Linked DNA regions of Sus scrofa: region 2 is linked to region 1. The links are chromatin contacts, called in public Hi-C maps. All regions are on one chromosome and are shown on one strand. Each heading gives the region's core, a stretch centred on a gene start, on an enhancer-like site or on the middle of the called end of the contact. The rest is flanking DNA. Distances are from core to core; before and after follow the strand shown.

Evidence for each region. Hi-C and Micro-C count contacts between places; a contact is called where the count stands out from the background.
Region 2: a Hi-C map of liver shows a contact between it and region 1, with 2.0 times the contacts expected there. The contact joins two enhancer-like sites. A contact is called at or near these places in 1 of 5 promoter capture datasets (liver) and 3 of 47 Hi-C or Micro-C datasets (embryonic fibroblasts and liver).

Annotation. Positions count from the first base shown.
Region 1 is chr6:95,569,713-95,575,038 of Sscrofa11.1, reverse strand. BMP8B (bone morphogenetic protein 8B) reads left to right here. Exons shown (of 8, transcript XM_003356326.5): 4 at 1,400-1,492; 5 at 1,495-1,593; 6 at 2,370-2,449; 7 at 2,922-3,032; 8 at 4,755-5,326. The coding sequence ends at 4,904. Among named protein-coding and RNA genes, the nearest start is that of PPIE, 24 kb to the right of the region's middle. Within about 2 kb of position 3,333, at least 4 of the 83 cell types and tissues checked have an H3K27ac peak or open chromatin away from gene starts, as enhancers often do. A contact at or near this core is called in liver, where this site is marked.
Region 2 is chr6:95,712,690-95,718,142 of Sscrofa11.1, reverse strand. No RefSeq gene overlaps it. Among named protein-coding and RNA genes, the nearest start is that of MYCL, 13 kb to the right of the region's middle. Within about 2 kb of position 4,047, at least 9 of the 83 cell types and tissues checked have an H3K27ac peak or open chromatin away from gene starts, as enhancers often do. A contact at or near this core is called in liver, where this site is marked.

The sequences.
Region 1 (5,326 bases), core at 2,084-4,583:
TGGCTTAGGCTGGCAGCTGCAGCTCCCATTTGACCCTAGTCTGGAAACTTCCATATGCCACAGGTGAAGCCTTAAAAGACAAAAAAGGAGTTCCCACTGTGGTGTATTGGAATTGGCAGCTTCTTGGGAGCACTAGGATTCAGGTTCAATCCCCAGTCCAGCACTGCGAATTAAGGATCTCAAATTATTGCATTTTCAGCTTAGGTCAAGACTATTGCTCGGATCTGACCCCTGGCCCGGGAACGCCACGTGCCGCAAGGAGGCCAAAAAAGAAAAAAAAAAGAAAGAAATGTTCATAGTTGAGACTCACTTTAACAACTGAGAAAGTGTTTGTGTGAAAAAATTGAGAAAAGATAAAACTTCTTTGTTATGCTCACAACTTATATTAGCATATGAAAAAATGCAAGAAAATGGAAATGAAGTGGAGTGGGGAGGGAGTTTATGGGTGATTTTTTTCTAGGTTTCTTTAGAGTTGTTATACTGCTTTGACAATGAAAAAAACAAGAGGTTGTTAGAAATACAAAGAGAAACAAAGATAGTTTCATTGATGGTGTGGACTTTTCCAGGGATAATCAGTGTGTTTTTCCTGCGTCCTCAGTCTTTAAGTGGCTGTGGATAAAATTCTACTTTTACAAGCATCACTGTTCCTCGGCTGAGGCCCCAGTTATGTCCCTGCCCACAGTCTTTTCTCTCTCTTCCCTTTTATACCACAAACCCAGTGGTTAAGAACTTAAATGGATAAGAACTTGGACTCCAGAATTAGACCTCGGTGGTTGAATCCAGGTTAGGGACTTGGGGCCAATGTCTCTGCCCGCTGAGCCTGGAGTCTCTTTGGGGGCATCAGGGGACAGTGAGTGGCCTGCTCTCGGGTGGTGCTGAGCAGAGCAAGCATGAAGCCCTGGCAGTGCCCCGGTGGCTGGGGGTTGTAAATCCCACCCTGCTCCCCAGAAGGTGTGGGGTGGAAGGTGGAACTTGGGCCTCGGAGCCCTGAGACGTGGGACCTGGTGCCGAGGGTCCCTGGCAGCGAGGCTCTGGGCCGTCACTGAGGGGCCCTGACATTTCTCAGTGAAGGGTGGGCTCCGGCATCACTATGAAGACTGGCTGAGATCACCACGTGACCTGGCCGGAAGCTGCAAAGCACTGTCACAACTGGCAGTGCCCAGGACCATCATTAACCCCCAGTCCTGGGCTCGAGAGGCCCCTCCCCTGTCCCCTGCAGACCCGCTGGGAGCTGGGGCTGGACGTGGGACTCGGGGCTTCAGAGGAGGAAACTGAGGCACAGTGGGTCCCCTGAAGCCTCAGCCTCCCTGCCCCCGGCCAGCCCACAGGGGGGTCCCCGCTGTGTCCCGTGCAGGTCCCTGCCCGCAAGTGACCACCCTCTCTGCTCTCTCTGTCTCAGGGCGCAGCGTGGATCCTGGCCTGGCCGGTCTGCTGGGGCGACAGGCCCCGCGCTCCAAACAGCCTTTCGTGGTCACCTTTTTCAGGGCGAGCCCGGCCCTGTCCGTGCCCCTCGGGCGGTGAGGCCCCTGAGGAGGAGGCCGCCGAAGAGAAGCAACGAGCTGCCGCCCCCGAACAAACTGCCTGGGATCTTCGGTGAGCCCGGGGCCCGGGGTTGGGGGGACTGGCACCCTCCTGGCTCGGGGTGGGGGTCGGGGGGTCAAGCCAACGGTCACCTGGCCACCTTTCCCGACACCCTTTGCCCCTGCACCTCGGGGCCAGTCACTGTCCCCCTCAGGACTCTGAGCATCTGCCCTTGAGTCCCTGCTGCCCCGAGGTCCCTTCTCTGGCTTCCCAGGCCCACCAGGCACCCCCCACCCCCAGGGCTCCATCAGCGTCAGCTGCCCCTGGTGGCCCTCGGTGCTGTCCTAGGCGCCCTGCAGGATGCGGTGTTTATGTGATGGTGTCCCCACCACCCAGCCCCTAGGGACCAGGATGGGCCTAACCCGCCAGGAGCCCTCCTTTCCCTCACGGGGAGTCGGCCTTTCTGGGCCTCAATGGGAGCCCTTGCCCTGCGGGACGAACAGGCAGGAGAGGTGGACGAGGTCAGGGGTGTCTCTGGAGGAAAGGAGGTCCAGCCCTGGTGGCTGAGGGTCCCTGGGCCATTTATTGGACCCCCAGGAGGCCCACAGGGTGAGAGTCAGGGGAGGCTGAGCTGAGTGTGGGGCGACTCTGTATCCGTGGGGAGCTATCTGGAGCCATGGAAGGTTCTTGAGGTGTCGTGTCACCAGCAGTTGCAGAGATGGGCTTTATGCGACCCCATGTGTTAGTTTCTCCTCTCATTTATTCAGCAAGTATGCCCTTTAGAGCAGGAACTCTAGCTGCACAGAGAAGGAGCCCCAGCAATGACCTTGCCTCGTCTGCCCCCACAGATGACGTCCACGGCTCCCACGGCCGACAGGTGTGCCGTCGGCACGAGCTCTACGTCAGCTTCCAGGACCTGGGCTGGCTGGTAACGTTCCCTCTCCTTCCCCCCCGGCAAGTGTCTGTCCAAGGGGAGGCCCAGTTATGGGGGAGTTTGATTTTCTTCTGTGTTCAGCAAATTGACTAAAGGGAGACTATGCTGCTTTTACAGTGAAAAGTGCTTTTCTATAAAAACCAGGCAAAAGGGAGAGAGTCTGACTCCTCAGCCATAAAATGTCAGATCTGCAGCAGGAAATCTGAAGCCAGGGTGGATGGTATCTCTGGCCTTTGCTGTGACTGGAGGCCGGCTGGGGAGGAAGCTGGGCGCTGATGGAACATGACGGGGGCAGAGCTCGGGCCCAGCCCCCATCTGCTGAGAGTCTTCAGGGGGACACTGCCCTGGGAGGGGTCCTGAGGCTGAGGGAGGGTGAGGGGCAGCCCTGAGTGGTGCTGTAGCAGGTGCTGGACCCAGGGCTTGGGAGGGGAACATGGATGAGCCTCACCTTCTCTCTTTACCCCAGGACTGGGTCATCGCCCCCCAAGGCTACTCAGCCTATTACTGTGAAGGGGAGTGCTCCTTCCCGCTGGACTCCTGCATGAACGCCACCAACCACGCCATCCTGCAGTCCCTGGTCAGTACCGCGTTCCTCCTGCCTGGATACAGGGGAGAGGGGCGCCCGCAGCCAGGAGGTGACGGCAGCACTGCTCATGTCAGGGACTTTCCCTATGTGGAAACCATCATGCACGCAGCGCAGTGAACTCCCTCATCCGGAGGGAATCAGGTCCCCTGTGGCCACTCTATGCAGAGCCCCTGGGGCATCTGAACTTTCGGGCACCAGACCCTGGCTGCTTGGTGTGCACACACATATGCGTGTGCACTCCATGGGCCCGTGGGGACGCTCAGGTAGGAGACTCAAAGGGGCCCCCTGCTGGTGATCAAGGGCACAGCATGTTCATAACAGACGGGCATCCTCACAGCTATCTCTGCACCCAGAACACACATGTGCCCTTGTTCACTGGTTTGTTCAGCCTCCTGCATGTGACACAAACCCTCAGGGGTGGGGTAAGTGAGTGTGTGTGCCTTCTCCCCCTCTTCCTGTGCAGGAGTCGCTGGGTGCCCTGTGCCCTCCTGGCTTTGGCTTCCCCTCCTGCTCCTCTGCCACTGGCCCTTTCTCCTGGGTCGCTCTCAGCTCTTTGTGCTCCTACACATTGCAGAGATTTTTTTTTTTTTTGTCTTTTTTGTCCTTTTAGGGCTGCTCCTGCGGCAATATGGAGCTTCCCAGGCTAGGGGTCTAATTGGAGCTATAGCTGCTGGCCTACGCCAGAGCCACATCAACACCAGATCCAAGCTGTGTCTGTAAACTGCACTACAGCTCATGGCAACGCCAGAACCTTAACCCACTGAGCAAGGCCAGGGATCGAACCCGTAACCTCATGGCTCCTAGTCAGATTCATTTCCACTGTGCCACGACGGGAACTCCACATTGTAGAGGTTTTGATGCCCCAGTGTCTGGGGTAACTTCAAACCCTGAAAAGTCCTTTCTAATAGGAACACTGTTGCTGCTGCTTATTGCTTAGTGTTTCACATGTTTTCTCAGGCTCAGAACATTGATCTGGACACTCTAGTTAGAGGTTGTGTCAATATTTTTGTGGAGGCTGCGATAGCTGACTCAGTTGGGCTGGGTTTGGGGCAGAGCCCTTTGGAGGAGGGTAGCAGGATCCCTGCACCGGGTCCCAGTCGAGCTTGGGTGTCAGCCATGCGACTGTGCGTGTGACGTGGCTCCTGTGCCCTCAGTGGTCCTCTGCCCAGAACAGTCCCTGCCTCGTTGTTATAAGGGTGAAGCTGTGTTGAGAAACAATAGTGTCCAACACCCCGAGGGTGAGCCTGGAAGTCTGGGTGTCAGCTGGTGTTGCTTGGACATTCACGGCTCTCAGTCTGGAGGGGCAGATGGACCAGAAATAGCTGATGTGGACAAGACACATCAGGGACATTACAGAAATGCAGGGAAGAGAGGGGAGCAGCAGAGACCCAGGGAGCAGTGCTGCAGGGCGCCAGGCAGAAGCGCCGGCACACATGCTGGGGACAAGCAGGATCTGAGTTGTCCTGTCTGAGGGGAGGGGGTATGGCAGGTGCCCAGGCTGGGCCTGAGGGCAGCGGGCAGGGCACGGGTCAAGGAGGGCAGGGCGGGGGCAGAGCCCAAGCCTGCACCTGCCCAGCCGCAGGTGCAGATAGAGCCGAGGCAGCTTGAGCAGTTGGAGCCCAAGTGGCAGGAACTTGGGGGCTGGAACTGGGGGGGTTCCCAGGAGGAGCCCACAAGTCTCACACCTCGGCCTGCCACCCTCTCCCCCGCCAGGTGCACCTGATGAAGCCAGATGCGGTCCCCAAGGCATGCTGCGCGCCCACCAAGCTGAGCGCCACCTCCGTGCTCTACTACGACAGCAGCAACAACGTCATCCTGCGCAAGCACCGCAACATGGTGGTCCGGGCCTGTGGCTGCCACTGAGGCCATGCCGGGCCTTGGCGCTGGCCCCCACCCGGACAGCCCTCCACAGGCTGGGACCCCCCAACACCGTCACAGCTCGGGCAGGCAGCCCATATCCTGTCAGGGCCGGTTCTCTCCAGGCCCCTCTGCCCCCTCCCTGCCTGAGGTCGTGATGGAACTCTGGCCTCCAGTCCTGGTGGTCTGAGTCATCAAGCAGGGGTCTACCCCAGCCCCCTTCCCAGAGGCACGTGCTGATTGTCCTTCGAGGTTGGCAGCGTCCTGTCTGAGGATCTGCCCTTGTCCACTGCTGGCCCAGCGTCCTGTCTGAGGATCTGCCCTTGTCCACTGCTGGCCCAGCTACGGCCGGGCGTGCGATGAACTCAAAGGCCTCTGGAACCCTGGATGGCTCCCTCAGGCCCTTCACCATTCATGATGGGGTTTGG
Region 2 (5,453 bases), core at 2,798-5,297, 140 kb before region 1:
GAGAAGCATCTTGCAGTTCACGGCAGTGCTGGGCCCACTGAGTGGAGCCAGGGATCGAACCCACATCCTCATGGATACTAGTCGGGTTCTTGGCCCACTGAGCCACAGCGGGCACTCCCAAGAAGGAGCTTCTAAAGGGCACTTAGTTGTCCTGAACTTGACTGGGGTCTTGCCCCACCTTATCCTCAGGGCTCTATCAGGCTCAGATCAGAGCTTGTCCTCTCACCCTGTTCCTCAGTCCACCTGCAGAGGGGTACTGGGGAGGGGTCCAGTGCTGCAGGTGGAGGGCAAGGCCCCCTGGGGAGGCAGCTGGACCCTCCTCTCCTCTTCGCTTTACATTTTCCAATCCCTTCAATGTCCTTAATCCCTTAATGTAAACAGGTCCTCACCATCCATCCCAGGCCTTCCGTTCTCTCCCCCTGCCCCCCCCCAAAGGAATGATCTTACCTACTCCCCAGGCCTCCTGTCTCACCACTGACACATCATAGGGCTGGCTCTCCTCTGTCAGACCTCATGACTGATGCAGACTCTCAGACCCCACATGGCTAAAAACAGACCCATTCCCTCCTCCTCTGGACCCTCAGGTCAGTGAGTGGGTTTACCTCCCACCCACCCATTTCTCTCTCCCCCATACCCCACATGCTGTCAATTCTACTTTCAAAATACCTGTCACCTGTCTGCTCCTTCTCTCCATCTCCATTCCACTTCCTGGTAAGGTCTCCACATCTTCCACCCAATCACTAGTGTCTAGCCAGCCCAGCTATGAAAACTCAAAGGACTTCAGAGCTTTTCTTGGTTCAGGGGGTTCAAATGGCAAAAAAATGGTCCCATTCTGACACATTTAAGCTTTTTTTTTTTTTTTAGATGTCCCAGAAGGCAACATTTAAAAACCAGGGCAATCAATAACCACAATTTAAATATAATATATAATATCTGCCTTTCAAAATAAATTTGCCTGGCAGACCCTTGCAACAGGGGAATTGCCCAAGAGGTTTTTGTTTTGTTTTTTTCTGGTACAACAATTAACACCATTTTGCAAAAGAAGTATGAAAATATGCTATAAATAAAGAGACTGCCTCTAGCATAATACTCAACAGCAGCTTATGAAACACAAGCTTCCCAGACCATCAATCTTTTAAAAAGAAGCCCAAATCTGAGTTTTAGATGAAGTGTCACAATTTTGAAATGTTGACAATCAGTTCTTAAAGTCTTTAAAAACCACTGTTCATGCCTTCAGTATGCTGCTTAGGGCCCCCTGTAGTGCACCCTCCACATGGCTCTTGAAATGGTCTTTTGCAATAATAAAAAGGATTTTGTTTAAAAAAACAACAAAAACCCTACACTTAAATGCTGACTGATTGCAGACATGATTCTAAGTGCGTCACTTGGAATTAATTTAATCCAATGGGCTACCTCCACTCACTTAAGTCAACATGTCCCCCACCTTCCCCCGCTGGAGGTCCAGAGCGGTTAAGTCATTTTCCTAAGTTAACACAGCTAGTGAGTGGAGGAGCCAGGGTTCTTATGCAGTCATCTGCCCACAAAGCCAGGACCTGTGAAGGTCCTTGGGATCCTGAACCAGGTCCTCCTGCCCAACAGTTCAATAACTGATGCCTGCATGAATGAGCGAGTGCGTGAACAGAGGAATGAAAAGACAGATCTAGGCTTCTCAGCCCAGTTACTACCTGCCTGAAATGACGCGGGCCCCGCCCCAGCAGCGAACGCCAAGAACGCGCGCCAAGGGGTCCGCGGCGACTCAGCAGGGAGCGGGCTTGCACAATGCAGGTGCCGGCTGCTCCCTCCCTTCCGCCACTTTGAGGCTCCCGGACAGCCCCGGCCACTGCTTCCTGCGCACACCCCCGAGGCCTGCGACATCCGGCTGCCCCCCCTCCGGCCTGAAATCCCAGCCCTGGAGTCGGGGAGGGGGACGGCCCTCAGCATTTGGGCGGAGGGCTGCTTTCCAGTCCACTTCCTGGCTGTGTGCTTGGGACAAATCCGTGCCATCAGGGATTTGTTGCATCCTGGTCCTTCCTATCCCACGCCCGTTCCTTGACACACAGAGTCAAGGTGATCCAGCACCTACCACCCCACCCCTCCACAAATAGAATTATAATAGCTTCTGCATCAGGGAACACCTTCTCCGTGATGGAAGGTCCAGCTGAGGGCTCTACAGATAAACCTGGTTTAATCTTTGCAAGGGCCATGCGTGATGACTCTTCTATCCCTATCTGACAAGTGCGGAGACTGAAGCCCAGATCAGTTAAGTGCCTTTCTCAGAGCATGCAGTGAGGGGGCGGAGGAGCTCAGAGCTGTCTGACGCCAGTGTCTTGCTCGCTCCTGCACAGTGTTCCGCGTAGCGGCTCCAACATTATGGCCCAGGGACTTGAGCCAGGCCTCGAAGACAGACCCAGGGGTTTCTTCCCTGGCCTCAGAAAGCACCTCTTCTTCTTCCTCCTCCTCTTCTTTTTCTTCCTCTTCTCCTCCTCCCCCCTCCTTCTTCTTCTCCTCCTCCTCCCCCCTCCCCTGCCTTCTCCCCTCCTCCTCCTCCTCCTTTTTTTTGGTCGTCCCACTAGGGCAGTTCCTCCACCAGGGATCAGATCCGAGTTGCAGTTGTGACCTACACCACAGCTATGGCAAAGTGGAATCCACTGTGCTGGCCGGGGATTGAAGCTTTGACCTGGCGCTGCAGAGATGCCACCGATCCCGTTGTGCCACAGCAGGAACTCTGAGTCCCCCTTCTGATGGGGCAAAACTTTCTAGTGCTGGATGACCTCAGAACTTGCAGAAAGGCATGCCTGAGCTCCTAAGCGCAAAGAGACTTCAGGTGAAAGGAGTACATTGCACAAAGCCTGAGACTGAGAGAGGACCTTTAGGCTGAGCTCCTGCAACAACATGACAATGCTCCACCCACTGCCCTGTCACTGAACCCCGCTACAGCTTCTGTCTGCCGAAATTGGGTCCTCCATCGCTGGGGACATCTCTGAGTGTTTGACAAGACCTCTGTAAAAGCCCATCTTCTCTCTGCAAGATTTTTTTTTTTTTTTTTTGGTCTTTTTTTGGGGGCTGCGCCCATAGCATTTGGAGGTTCTCAGGCTAGGGGACCAATCTGAGCTGTAGCTGCCGGCCTAGGCCAGAGCCATAGCAATGCCAGATCTGAGCCACATCTGCAACCTACACCACAGCTCAAGGCAACGCCAGATCCTTAAGCCCTGAGCAAGGCCAGGGATCGAACCCGCAACCTCATGGTTCCTAGTCGGATTCATTAACCACTGAGCCACAACGGGAACTCCGCACAAGATTTAATGTGGGGAAGGCATAGGCAGTGATGTCCTGGTTAATATTTAACAACTGGATGGGATTTGGGAACATTCTGATTTGTAGCATTTGCAGGCTTCCACGAGTTAATACTCCACCATGGCCAATGTCAAGCTATCAACGTTGGATGAACCATAGCTCACCACTCTGTAGTACTTCCACCATAACAAACACAATAGATAACAGTAAAATATAGTAAAATAAATGGGGAATTATAAGTCTGGAGTCTCTTCTATCTTTCTTGTTCTCTCTCTCTCTTTTTTTAATGGCTGCACCTATGTCAGAAGGAAGTTCCCAGGCTAGGGGTCAATTTGGAGCAGCAACTGAGGCCTATGCCACAGCCACAGCCACATTGGATCTGAGCCTCGTCTGCAACATATCCAGCAGCTTGTGGCAATGCCGATCCTTAACCCACTGAACAAGGTCAGGGATCGAACCTGCATTCTTGTGGATACTATTTTGGGTTTTCAACCTGCAGAGCCACAAGGGAACTCCTATCTTTGTTTTTAATATTTATTTAAACATAAACTTATATAACAGTTTTCAATGACCACGTGTAACAACCAGCTCTCACATTTCCAGAAAATGCAACCACCAGCTGGTACAATCAATTCCAGCACAGCACGGCACCTAGGTCCCTCAGGCCCTGGTCCTGGCAGCTCCATCCGCTTTTTCCAACCTCGGGACTTCTCCGCTCAGGACTTAACATCTCTCTAGCCTGGGTTTCCCTCTAGTGGACAGAAGAGTCATTCCAGGTGATTCTCTGGCTCCGCCTAGAGCTCAGAACCCAGTGCAGGGTGTGGGTGAGGTTTTGTCATCCCTCATGGAAAAATTTTCTCAAGGGGAACGCACAGGGTTTCACAATTGCCCTTACGCACGAGGTGCCTGGTATTCCACATCTCTGAGGGGCGGTGCCTGGAAGGCCACTGGGTTTTAGCCATTATCCGCCTTTCCAGAGCTTCTCGAAAATCCCATCTCATGCCCCAAGTAACAGCTCAGGCTGGTGACGTCACCTCCCCCCACTCCCCGCAGGTCTATCTGTAAAAAAGGCAAACTGGTGAGATCCCATTTGTGTTAGGGATGAAGCTGTCACATAACTCACAGCCCACTAGTGGTGAAACATTGGTGAGGACCGGTCATCTGCGTTGGGCACATATGAGAAAACGGAATCAGTTAGAGGCAAAGCTGGGGCTCAGGACTTCCCCACTTGCATTATGCTTGGACTTTGCTCTTCCAGAAGAGAACTTTCCAAAGCACGGATAGATCTGTGTCACTCCTCCACTCCCAAACCTCCGATAATTCTCTGCTGCTTTCAGCTTCAGGACAAGCTTCTTAACCAGATATGCAAGGCCTTGATTGAGACCCAACATGTACTGTTTCCCTTGAATCTCCAAAGAAAGAAAGAAAAGAAAACTGATGGTTTTAAAATTCTCTTCCCGCCCTTTGCAAACAGTATCTTATTTAATTCTCCAATACTGCTACTAGATAAGGATAACCACTTTCTCGATGGAAAAAAAACAGAGAGGCAGTACAAGTGTGATACTGCTTACAAACAGAAATTTTATATTTAGGGAGTTCCTGTTGTGGTGCAGCGGAAATGAATCTGACTAGGAACCATGAGGTTGGGGGTTCGATCCCTGGCCTTTCTCAGTGGGTTATGGATCCAGCGTGGCCGTGAGCTGTGGTGTAGGCCAGGAACTGTAGGTCCAATGTGACCCCTAGTCTGGAAACTATATGCCATGACTGCGGGCCCTCAAAAGCAAAAAAAAAAAAAAAAAAAAAAAAGACATTTTATATTTAGCCTTTTTGCCTTTGTTCTAGAAAGCTGTCCCTGTCTCTCTAGACCTGGATCCTTCCCCAGGCTGGCTGCAGAGTGAGAGCAAGTTCTCCAGAACTCATTTCTCATTGCACTCAAGGCAAGGCCACATTTCTTAGGGTTCTAAGGAAAGGACTGATTTTCAGTGAAACTCAAGCAGAGCCACAGACTTGGGATACGAAACCAGAATTTAATCTGATTACATTTTCTGGTGTTGACGCCAGAGTTCTTCCTCTCCCCGCCTTCCCCCTTTCTCTTCCTTAAGTCTCCCTTCTCATCTTCTCCCACCTTCACCCCCTTAACTTCCACTGGAATCCTAAAC